Regions from separate parts of the Mus musculus genome. Here all the other regions are linked to region 1. A link is a contact called in public HiChIP or PLAC-seq and promoter capture Hi-C data. All regions are on one chromosome and are shown on one strand. Each heading gives the region's core, a stretch centred on a gene start, on an enhancer-like site or on the middle of the called end of the contact. The rest is flanking DNA. Distances are from core to core; before and after follow the strand shown.

Region 1 (2,811 bases), core at 213-2,712:
GGAACTCACTCTGCAGACCAGGCTGGCCTGGAACCACAGAGATCCTCCTGCCTCTGACTCCTGAGTGCTGGGCCACCATCACCTGACCTGAACCTGCCCTTTTCCAGCCTTTGGGTTTTCTATAATTATGCTGGTTTTATTTGCTCACCATTTCCTTTAGAGGGTGGGTGTTTTTCTCCCCTAAAGCTTCAAAATGAACTTCAAACAATTCCTTTGACCCAGCAATTCTGTTAAGAATTTGACTGACAAAAATAAACATAAACACAAAGTCTGCTCCAAGCTCAGTCCACACTGCTTCCTGGATATAGCAGGCACACCCGCTCTGAGGGTTTAGCTGACCCATCAACCGTCCTCCAGGGCAGTGCTTCCTAATGCTCTACCCTTTAAGACAGTTCCTCATGTTGTGGTGACCCTAGGCTGTAACATCATTTCGTTGCTACTTCATAACTGTGATTTTACTAGTTATGAGTCACAAGATAAATGTCTGATGTTCAGGATATCTGACATGCGACTGCTCTGGGGTCTCGACCTCATAGGTTGAGAATACTGCTCTAACCACCTGTGTGTGACACAGCCGGTAAATTGACAAAATTGTGCTTGATCAATTGCTCTCCCTCTGTGTGTGGGTGTGCGCATGTGTGGTGTGTGCCTGTGTATGCATGTGTGGAGGCCGTTGACATTAGGTGTATACCATTCTCCACTTTATTTTCTGAGTCAAAGTCACTGAACCTGGAGCTCAGCAGTTGCTAAGCTGGCAGGCCAGGGAGCCCCTGGGGTCCTCCTGCCTTTCCCTCCCACCTCTGGAATCCCATCAGAAGTCCACCATCACCACACCCAGTGTTTTCTGTTAGTGCTGGGGATGTGACCCCAGATCATCATGTGCTTAAGAGCTTTACCTACCCACTTAGCCATCTCTCCAGCTTGTTTAATGATGGGGTAGTGAGGACCAGAGGAAGAAGAAAGGAAACACACAAGATCAACTGGGCGGCTGCCTACAATCCTCAAAGCTTGGAGTCTGAATGAACGAGGGAAGTCGCCTGCTTCTCTCCTCAGAACCCACCAGCATCCGAGATGTTTGAGGTGAAAGTATAGCATGGCAGCGCACGGGGACTCAGCACCCCGCTGGCTTTGAGAATGGCACCATGACTACCGTCAGAGCTGTGCTGGGTCTTGAAAACTACAACTGCACCCCACGAAGGCAGCCAGGCGTGCGATCCTGAGCTAAGGAGCCGTCCGCCAGCTAAAGAAGGGTACACACAAAACTGTGTGGCCACCGGTCGGACACTCATGCACACTGAGTTCCAGGGTGCCCAGGCTCCCTCCGCGCTGTCCTCGCGCGGTCGCTGCTGCCTGTGAGAGTGCACTCACCGCGAGCCGCCGCCGGGAACTCTTGCAACGCCCTCCGAACTGCCTCCAGAGCCGCCTCCGCCATGACGGCCGCGGGACAAGAACCCGCCCCTATTTCCGCTCCAGGATCGCAGCCCCGCCCCCGTTTCCGCCCTCTAGGAGGTGCAACAAGCGGCGCTCTTCTCAGAATTTGCTAGCAGGTTAACAAATGATTGTGTTTATTGACAATTTCATACATCCGTACAAACGAAACGTTAAAACAGTCCCACCCCGTACAGCCGGGGAGGAGACAGGCGCCACAGTATAAAAGTTATAAATAAGGGGCTTTCAAAACTGGGATAGGACAAATCTGGACATGGGCAGCAATTGCCAGTGGCCTCAGACATGCAGAAGAGGACAAAGTGCCACAGGCCACAAGACCCCACCCATGCAGGGTAGTGGCGCTTTCTCTAGAAGGGCAGGCTGGCATAAAGACCTCTAAAACCTGGTGGAGGTCAGGGCAGTGGGCCGACTTCTAACCCCCACACTGCCAAGGGGCCCACCTCAAGTGGCTTCGGTTCTTTGGGCTAGGAGTTTGACTATGCGTGTGGTAGAAAAATGGGAACACATGGTTTGGGTATTCACATGGTTTGGGTATACTCAACACTCAGGTTGAACCAACAAAGCTAAGCACCCATTAAACCTAGTTTCCTGCTAGCCTCTGCATTCAGAGCTGGGAAGTGGCGTTGAGGTTTCGACAGGTTTGTGTTATCTAAACCTGGTGAAATGTCACTACTCTGCCTTCCCTGATGCAGAGGAAAGGAGGGCCCAGGCCCAAAGACATACTCACTCCAATTCTGCAACCACCTCACCACTTCTTCCAACATACAGCTTCTCTCTCTTTTTGCTACTCTCTAACCGTTACCTTAACTCTATCCCTACCTCTGCCACCTACCTGTCCGGCTATTACTTTTCCAGTGGTCTCTTGCCCAGTGCCTTCATTCCACAATCTCCAGTGTCCAGTATTTCTGGGCACTCAATACTGCCTTTGAAAAGAGCCTCCTCCATGAGCCAGGTGACCCATAGGCCATCTCCGGTCAGCCTGGCTGTGGACACCACAACTCCAGAATTTCAGTCTAGTGTATCCATCCCTTTTTGTGTTTAGTGTACCCATCCCTTTTTGTGTTTCTGGATCAGAATTCCAATTAATCCAGGCTAGTGACGCTGAGGCAAAAATGTGAGGAAACCAGGTGCATACCAGCCAGGCAAGTGTTCTAAAATGAGCACTCAACTGTGCATATGATTTGTGTGTGTGTGTGTGTGTGTGTGTGTGTGTGTGTGTGTGTGTGTGTGTGTGTGTGTGTGTGTGTGTGTGTGTGGCCAAGGTTCTAGGAAGGTGGGCCAGTGCCCTGTAAACCATAAGGGTACTCCCAATACAGGTTTCTGATTGCGCATTGCCCAGGATGTAGGGAGAAAGTGGTCCCC
Region 2 (2,811 bases), core at 198-2,697, 940 kb before region 1:
ATGTAACCCAACATGTTCTGCTTTTTGTTGTTTTGGGACAGGACCTCACCGGCAGCTAGACTGATCTGGAACTATATAGTTCTGCTGCCTCCAACTTGGAAGAACCCTCATATTCTCAAATGCTAGCTGACGTTACAGCTGTAAGTCACCCATGCCGGCTTACAGGCATGTAAACAATATAACATCTTAAACATTTTTCCTTTCTTTTTCTCTTTTTGAGATGGGGTCTCACCACATAGCTCTGGAGTAGACTAGGCTAGCCTTGAATTCAGAGATCCACCTGCCTCTGGTTCTGGAGTGCTTAAAGGTGGGTGCCATTACACCAGGCATAAACAGCATTTAAAATGAAAATTAACTCGGTAAACAAATGTTATCCAAAATGTGAGAATTTCCAAATTTCTTAAGTTCCAATTTAATAGAAGGGTAGGTGTGTTTTAGTTCTGCCTCTATCTATAGTCAGTCATGTGTTGCTTTGGTTGGTGTATGTGAAGAAAATTTGACCTTACAGATCTAAAAAAAAAAAAAAGCCAGGTGGTGGTGGCGCACACCTTTTTAACCCCAGCACTTGGGAGGCAGAGGCAGGCGGATTTCTGAGTTCGAGGCCAGCCTGGTCTACAAAGTGAGTTCCAGGACAGCCAGGACTATACAGAGAAACCCTGTCTCAAAAACAAAAACAAAAAAACAAAACAAAACAAAAACAAAAACAAAACAAAACCCACTTCCATGGCAGGTGAGATGGTAGAAAACCAATCCCCTCAAATTGTCCTTTGATCTCTAAACATGATCCACACACACACACACACACACACACACACACACACACACACACAGAGAGAGAGAGAGAGAGACACAGACACAAGTCGCTAAAGTATATATATAAATTTAAAAAGGGACCAGGTGGCTGACATCTGTCACTTGGAATGCAGAGGTAGGAGGAATGCGTGGTATTGGAGGCTATTATTCGTTTCGTAAAAACTAAACCAAACTAAACAAAAAACAAAAACAAAAACAGAGGACACTAAATTAGCTCTTTATCACCTTTGTCCTCCAACCCTGGTCTTGGCCTTGGGTGTTTTCTCTTGGTTCAGAGCTATTCCTTCGCACTATGCATAGATGCACAAATGCAGGAATTTGTAGTCTGTGGCAACAGTTTCCCCTCGATGTTTCCGTACATCTACCTTGTTCTTTTCATGGGGTATTCCATAACGGGGATGTATTCAGTTTGTCTTCCCTTACCGACGGATGGACTAGGTTTCTCGGTTTTGTCATCTCACCACCCCTGCCCCGGGGTTAAGGGATGGCGACAAAGCTGTGAGGTCTTCCCTCGGGGATCAGCCCTGGTGGAGCAGGGCTAACTAACCATCAGGGGCGGAAACCTCCGGCTTGGCAGGTCGGCAGCCTGCTTCCGGGAAGCCGACCGGAAGCCGCTCCGGGTGCTGCGACAAACCTGACTTCAGGGGCCGTCGTAAAAGTGTCGTCCCTGTCGCGTCGGGCCGGCCACAGGTTTCCGCTAGCTGGCGGCCGGGGGTCGGGAACTGCGGGCGTTCGTTTCCCTTAAGATGGCGGACGAAGAGATGGACGGCGCCGAGAGGATGGACGTCAGCCCGGAGCCTCCCCTGGCCCCGCAGCGGCCGGCATCGGTGAGTCTTCATCTGCTAGCGCCTTTTGTCCTCTCCACCAACAGCTTCCCACCGCGCCTGGGAGGGTTTGGGGCTCCGCTTTCTATGGCGGCACTGGGGAAGGGGAGTCCTAGGATTGAAGGATCGACCCTCCCTCCCCCGATAAAGTTAGTCGTCTCCTACACACATTCCTGCCAGCCAGGTCTACGGAGTTTAATGACTGTCATCTATTAAGTCTCAACGTGCTCAGACACGCATGTCTCTATTTTGAAGTAGAAAGAACTCGTGCACATTTAGGTGGGTTTGATGTAGGAGCTGAGATGAGGTTGGAGAAGGCCATTTTTCGGTAGACGCATTGCTGACCCCTCTTGTTGATAGGCATCGGGACCCGGACCAGCACCTGGTGTGATATAGCATTGTCGGGTGGACTTGATAGTGGCAGTGAGTGTTGCGGCTGGCAAGGCATGGCCAGATATCCATTATTGCAGCGTCTTGAGAACCTTCGATCTGGCCCCCAGTGAGGGAAATTTGTCATTTGTCATGCCTTTTATATATGAGAAGGGACATTTCAAACGAGAGAATACTGGAATCTATACTTGGCTATTAGATTTTTGAAGGGCTGAGAAAGGAGAGGTAGAATAAAATTGAGTCAACAGTCTGGCTGCGTGGAGAATACGAACAGAGTAGGCTGAAAGGTGGGGTAATGTTCACAAATGTTCTGATGTGGTCCCTTCAGATAACTAGAAGGGAGGGAGGTCCTTAGGAAGTACTCACTATTGATCACAACATGTTTTATCAGTTTGTCTATAGCTGCATATGGAAAAGTGTGGGAAACATACCCGCACCCACGCAAACCCATTGTATATACACATACCTGTTAGTGAAGTTGTTTGTAGTTTTAATAAACTCATTCTTGGCTTACTTTACCCCAGCAGACTCTAGAACATTATTTTATGAGACAAGAGAATGACTCAGAAATAAGTCAACCACGGAGACTAGAGAGAATGTCTGTAAGATAAAAAACCATCAGGGACAGAGTTGGAATAAGACTATATGCACTAGATCAGCACTTGGCAGTCTTCCTCCTCCATCCCAAAAAGCAGTTGAAACTCACTTCACCACTGGTAATGTAGCTTAGATGAAAACAGCTAGAAAATGTTTCCAAGTAGATAAACTGGTTTGTTTGTTTGTT
Region 3 (2,811 bases), core at 171-2,670, 820 kb before region 1:
GCCTTCATGTTTGAATAGAACAAGATGACCTCACCATCAGTTGTCTTTTGTTTTGGTTTCTGTCCAAGAGTCTGCACATGACAGGCAGTAAGGATGTCTCCTGCTTGTAAAGGAATATAAAGAGGATGGTAGTTCCTTAACAGTAAGAACACTTTTGTCACCTAAGAAAATATTTGAAAGTAAAAGTGAACCTTTGAGCCGGGTGTGGTGGCGCACGCCTTTAATCCCAGCACTCGGGAAGCAGAGGCAGGCAGATTTCTGAGTTCGAGGCCAGCCTGGTCTACAGAGTGAGTTCCAGGACAGCCAGGGATATACAGAGAAACCTTGTCTCGAAAAACAAAAACAAAAACAAAAACAAAAACAAAAAGTGAACCTTTACAATTCATACCATTGCATCCTCTCTGTTCCTGGCAAACTCGTGGCAGTCATTGCAATTGTTAAGGAAAAAAGAACGTTGGGCATACAATATGGAATAGGTCCGCAGTTTGGTTTTGACATCAGTTTTGTGATCTTGGTAAAGTTTATTCTTAATTTTTAATGTCTATATAATGGATAGTAAAGAAAGAAGAGGGACTTACTCTTAGGTTTTGTTTTGTTTTTTTTCACCAAAGAGCTTGGCACATTCAACATGAAATACGTCTCCCATACAGCCTCGGTGTCCCACCCTTCATAGTTAGTCTTTGTGTGTCTTGAGCCACTCCTGCAAACTCCAAGCTTAGAGTCCCAGACTGGTCCACATGAAAGTTGTTCATTGTCTTTATCAAAAAGCCAATGAAATCTTTTTTCGTGGGTTGTGAATGGGCACTCCCTCGCCAGGCTGACATCTTTGTAACTCCTTTCTTTTCTCCCAATACCTTCGGGTTTCCCGGCCCTAGTTAGCAGCTTAGGTTAGGGGACAGCGCCCATTTCCCAGATCCTGGCAGCTCTAGGTCTGAGCAGGCGAGTAGACCTTAAGCAATGACCCGGCCTCACGATTCTCGACGCGACCGCCTCAGTGACAAAGCATTACCAATTTTCTTCCAAAGGGCCCAACTCTGTGGCCATAAGCACGCTGAGCTAGGAGAACACCTACTGAAGTCGGCTCTCAGAAGCACTGCGCCTTACATCTCTCCTCAGGACAGGCCGGCCGTTGCAGCGGAGGCTGGAACTACGAGTCCCAGAATTCCCAAGCACACGCGCACTGTCATTGTGATGCTCCTTTCCCGGTAACTCGCCCTCTCAGGCAAACCTGAAGATAGCGGCAATTCTCCGGTGGGGGGCGGAGACACTCTCGGCCCAATTCTCCGCCCCCTTCCTGATAGGCAATGGGACTAGCCAACCGACGCCACAGGCTGGGAACGTGCTCTCCAATCAGCACCCGCGGCGGAGAGGTGGGCGGTGCGCGCTGGCAGGGCGGGTGGGCTAGGCTGTGCGGCTTGCGGGGGGGAGAGTAACGTCGGGCCGGGTCAGCGGGCGCTGCAGTAGTCGCCGCAGCGGCGATGGGAGCGGTAGGGACGAGGAGGCGGCGGCGGCAGGAGGAGGAGGAGGAGCAGGGGCTGGCACGAGAGCAGCGGCCCGGGACAATCCGCAGCAATACCCGCAGCCGCTGCCGCCGCCTTTAGACGCGGACGGCATCCGAAGGGACCGCCGGCCGTCTAAGCCGCGCTCCGGTCCCGCCGCAGTGGGCGGCGGGGGATGGGCAGGCGGTGGCGGGCCCGCCTGCTGAGCGGTGACTCCTGCCGGTGCGGACCCTGAGCTAGACCCTCGTCCTCCGTCAGAGATCCTGCGTCCGCCGCGGCCCAGGTAGGACACACCCCCGAGCCCCAGGGCGTCTCCAAGAAGCTTCCCTGCGCCCGCCTCATCCCTCGTTCAGCTCAACCGAGGCGTGGAGGGGAGACTGCCCGAGACCCCTGGGTTTCTTATGCCCACGCCCTGAGGCGACGCCAGACCCAAATTGATCCTCATCCCACAGATCTTTCTGGTTCTGCCCCATTTCCCCGGAGGCTTTGGGTGCCTTCCCTGAACTTGGAGGTTCATGAAGCTGCTTCGTCTGTTTCTGTGGGTGACCCATATATCACTTGTACTCATGACTCTTCTGGCTACCAGGACCGAGCAGAGAGGAGTCTTTTGAAATTATGAGCGTTTCATTCTATCTTGCTTTTCCCACTGTAATGGAAGAGTGACGGGACTACCGAATCTCATTTGTGTGGTAACAAGGAAGGCCGGGACTTTGTAGTATTGAAGTAATGACCAGAGGGATTTGCTTTGACAAAGATGATGCTGTTGATACGCGGGGATGCCAAAAGAGGGACAAAAGAGCCTACATATACGCACTGTCGAGTCAGAGAAGTAAATAATCATGGGGATGCTAGGATACCTGATCCTTAAATGAAGTTCATTTTGTTTCAGTTGTGGCGCTGCCTTAGAGGTAAAAATGACATTGAGTTGTACTTTGCTTTGGATTAAAGTTGATAGGCTTCTCTCCCCTAGCTTTGGAAGCTGTCCTTTAACATTTAAAGAAGACAATTCTATTTTAACCTGTATATGATGGGAAGATGTTATTTAGTAGAATTGAATGTGTGTGAGAGAGTGTATTGTGAATGGACTCAAACTCTCAAATACAAGGAGGATTCAGGCTGTGTTTTGTTTCAGTGTTTGGTTTTGAGCCATTAATAGTTGCAGTGACATTAAACATGGACTTGCCAGGATAGACTGCAAAGATGTATCTGTTTTCTTTCAGCAAAGTGGACTAGAATAACATTCATTTAAGGAGTAAAAAAAATGAGGATTTTTTAAAAAGTATTGAGTGGGTTGAATACTTTTTACTTTTTA
Region 4 (2,811 bases), core at 89-2,588, 540 kb before region 1:
AATTTGAACTTCAAAGGACTTAAGCTTTGTGTGTGTGTGTGTGTGTGTGTGTGTGTGTGTGTGTGTGTGTGTGTGTGTGTGCATGCCTTTAATTTCAGCACTTGAGAGACTGAGGCAAGCAGATCTCTGAATTCCAGGCCAGCCTGAGCTACATAGTGAGATCATGTCTTTTAAAAAAAAAATGCTTTAACAAGTAATGCCTCATTGGACCAAACTGACCTCGAACTCACAGATATCCATCTGCCTCTGTCTCCTAAGTACTGGGACTAAAGGTGTGCACCACTACTGCCCAGGGCCTCACAGAATTTATGCATAGTATTTTCCAAGAAAAAGAAGAACGTGAGAAGGATCTATTTTACCTTGCTATGACTGAACTACTAGCATTTTACCAGGATATCTCAAAACCCTCTTAAAAGGCAGCAGGGCAAATGAAGTTATTTCGATCCTTAAAAAATATCTTCAAGTAAGAAACTATACTATTTTCACAAGTAAGATACTTATTTTCTTCAAGTAAGAAACTATACTATTTTCTGAGAACACTTGTCAAAAGCTGCCAGTTTCTAAACTCTTCTGCAATCCCATCCGTGCCCCCAGCCCAAACCTACCCAAATGACAAACAGCAAAAAGGAAAGATCTTTTTCCTCAACTCGGTTGTTTTTCGCTTCCTCTACCGCCAGTTTGCTTTTCCAAATAGTGCAGTGACTAATGATTAAGGACGAAGGAAAGAAGTGTAACAGTACTTTAAAATACTTTCCTCACACACAAACCGAATTGAGGAAAAAAAAAATCATCTTTTGACTGACCATATTCTTGGCGCTTTCCCACGGGGAAGCCTCAAGATAAGCAGGGAATTTCCTAGACAGTGGAGCCTGCAACGCCAGGACCCTCGGGGTCATTCTTCTAACAACCATTTCAGAACTATGTGTTCATTAGGGCCACCAGCCAGACAGTCTGTTAATACTAACGAGAAACATCGTGAGGCTGAAGGTGAGGGACGAGGAGCCGAACCACCCAAGTCCAGGGCACCACCATAGCGCCTCCCTTCCTGCGAGGGCTCGCGCTGGTCGCCAACGCCTGGCGATCTCCTTCTCGGCCCAATCCACCAAGGACTGGCCGGAGCTCTCTTCTCCCCTCAAGTCCGACCCCCAAAACGTTGGACCACCACCACCACCACCCTTTTTCTCCTTGGGATATCATCCTACCTGTCCCGCTGACTAGTTCCCTCAGCTACTTTCCAGAAGCCTCACCCGGCGGCTCCGGCCACTCCTCTCCAGCCTCCACAGTTCTCGGACTCTAGAAGATCGGACAGGGTGCGCGCTCCCTCGCGCGCATGCGCCCGGAGGACTTGTGCGCCTGCGCAGTCGCAGGGCGCCGCGGGGCAGACACACCTCTACCACTGGAGCCAATCGCCGCGGAGAGGGTGTTAAATCTCCTGCCACGCAGGCGGAGATCCTGGGAAGTCACCCGTTAACCCTACAGATTCTCCCCGGGAGGAGTTCTTCCAACTATCATCCCTGAAGGCAGCCTTGCACGGGACGCTTTAGTGTTTGAAAGACTAGGAAAAACTCGCGACTGCCAAAGTCTACAGGGTGTTTTGGCCCGTTTAAACCAGGGAAATAGATGCGTAAATACCTTTCAGTTAACAGAATACGGTCACAGGAATTCCGAAGCAGCTTTGGCCAACAATGAACAAAACATTTATTTTGAGGAATGTCTGAAGGATTGACACAGGAAGTTACTCTTAAAGTCACGAAGGATATGATAAGTAGGAGTACTTCGGAAGTCTACGAGATAAAGAGTTTTCCAGGCAGTGGGAACAACAACAACAACGCAGCGCCTTCTGGAAGTTTCTTGTTAGAAGTTTAAGAGTTCGCTTTCTGAGACAAAAGAAAATGTGAAGACGTGGTAGCTCACATTGTGTAATCCTCAGGCTATCAGAAACTGAGGCTGGAGGATCACTTGACCTCTGGAATGTAAAGCCAAACTGATAACTTAGTGAGATCCTATTTCAGAGTACAGTCTATCACTGGGTTGGGGGGGAGAATGGAAGAGCCCTTTTAGCCCCGAGACCACCGCCATCAGGGCTGAGGATCAAGCTAGATCTTTAAAGGTCTTGTAAAATTTGGAATAATAAACCTAGGATTCGTTTTATACCCATTGAGTTACTGAAGGATTTTAAACAACTTGCCCCAAAAATTCTTCCAAGCATCTCTAAGAGTAAAGCAAAACAAATAAATAATATATAAATAAAAATATATATAAATAAATAAAAAGCTGGCAATATAGGGAATAAAAACTATTTCATAGAAATAGCCTCTTCTTAAGAGATAGAAGAAGTCTGAGAAATATCATTTGAATTTAATACCAAGGGATTGGTGATAGTTGACAGACATTGCAATAGTTTGGAGAAGAGAGAGACATGGGGACATTATAAAATGCTTTTGGAAACTTTGGCTTTTGTCAGAGGAAAAGGAAGAATAATGTATCTTATTCGTTTTTATTTTGTTAGGATGAAGACAGGAGGAAAAAAAAAAACCCAGATGAGAGAAACAGTTGAATTAAAAAAAAAATCAAGGGTGAGGTTGAGTAAAGATCGTGATTGGGTTAGAGCTTCAGTAGTCAAACCTCAGATGAGAGTTGGTGGTGTACACCGACAATCCTGGCACCAAAGGGGATCTTTGTGAGTTTGAAGCCAGCCCAGTTTACAAAGTAATTCTTTGTCTCAAAAGTAAATAAATAAAATTATGGGCTGGAAAGGTAGCTGTTCTTCCACAGGACATAAACTCAGTTTCCAACACCCACCTGGTAGGT

Evidence for each region. Promoter capture Hi-C pulls out the DNA fragments that hold promoters and counts their contacts. HiChIP or PLAC-seq counts read pairs in DNA pulled down with a chosen protein or histone mark.
Region 2: a promoter capture Hi-C map of liver shows a contact between it and region 1, with 3 times the contacts expected there. The contact joins the promoter of Ubr1 here to the promoter of Jmjd7 in region 1. A contact is called at or near these places in 3 of 39 promoter capture datasets (liver and neural stem cells), 3 of 115 datasets of contacts at active chromatin or transcription factors (astrocytes, bone marrow-derived macrophages and pancreatic cancer cells) and 1 of 9 other capture datasets (liver).
Region 3: a contact with region 1 is called in a promoter capture Hi-C map of liver, with 2.8 times the contacts expected there. The contact joins the promoter of Ttbk2 here to the promoter of Jmjd7 in region 1. A contact is called at or near these places in 2 of 39 promoter capture datasets (liver and pre-B cells) and 1 of 115 datasets of contacts at active chromatin or transcription factors (bone marrow-derived macrophages).
Region 4: a contact with region 1 is called in an HNF4G HiChIP or PLAC-seq map of pancreatic cancer cells. The contact joins the promoter of Snap23 here to the promoter of Jmjd7 in region 1. A contact is called at or near these places in 2 of 115 datasets of contacts at active chromatin or transcription factors (embryonic midbrain and pancreatic cancer cells).

Annotation. Positions count from the first base shown.
Region 1 is chr2:120,026,134-120,028,944 of GRCm38.p6, reverse strand. It overlaps Jmjd7 (jumonji domain containing 7), which reads right to left and starts at 1,462. Exons shown (of 8, transcript NM_001114637.1): 1 at 1,369-1,462. The coding sequence starts at 1,432. It overlaps Mapkbp1 (mitogen-activated protein kinase binding protein 1), which reads right to left. Exons shown (of 30, transcript NM_011941.3): 30 at 1,542-2,811. Gm28042 (predicted gene, 28042) reads right to left here and starts at 1,462. Exons shown (of 27, transcript NR_104353.1): 1 at 1,369-1,462.
Region 2 is chr2:120,969,351-120,972,161 of GRCm38.p6, reverse strand. Ubr1 (ubiquitin protein ligase E3 component n-recognin 1) reads left to right here and starts at 1,447. Exons shown (of 47, transcript NM_009461.2): 1 at 1,447-1,640. The coding sequence starts at 1,560.
Region 3 is chr2:120,849,027-120,851,837 of GRCm38.p6, reverse strand. It overlaps Ttbk2 (tau tubulin kinase 2), which reads left to right and starts at 1,420. Exons shown (of 16, transcript NM_001024856.2): 1 at 1,420-1,782. AV039307 (expressed sequence AV039307) reads right to left here and starts at 1,182. Exons shown (of 4, transcript NR_038350.1): 1 at 1,073-1,182.
Region 4 is chr2:120,566,198-120,569,008 of GRCm38.p6, reverse strand. Snap23 (synaptosomal-associated protein 23) reads right to left here and starts at 1,338. Exons shown (of 8, transcript NM_009222.3): 1 at 1,203-1,338.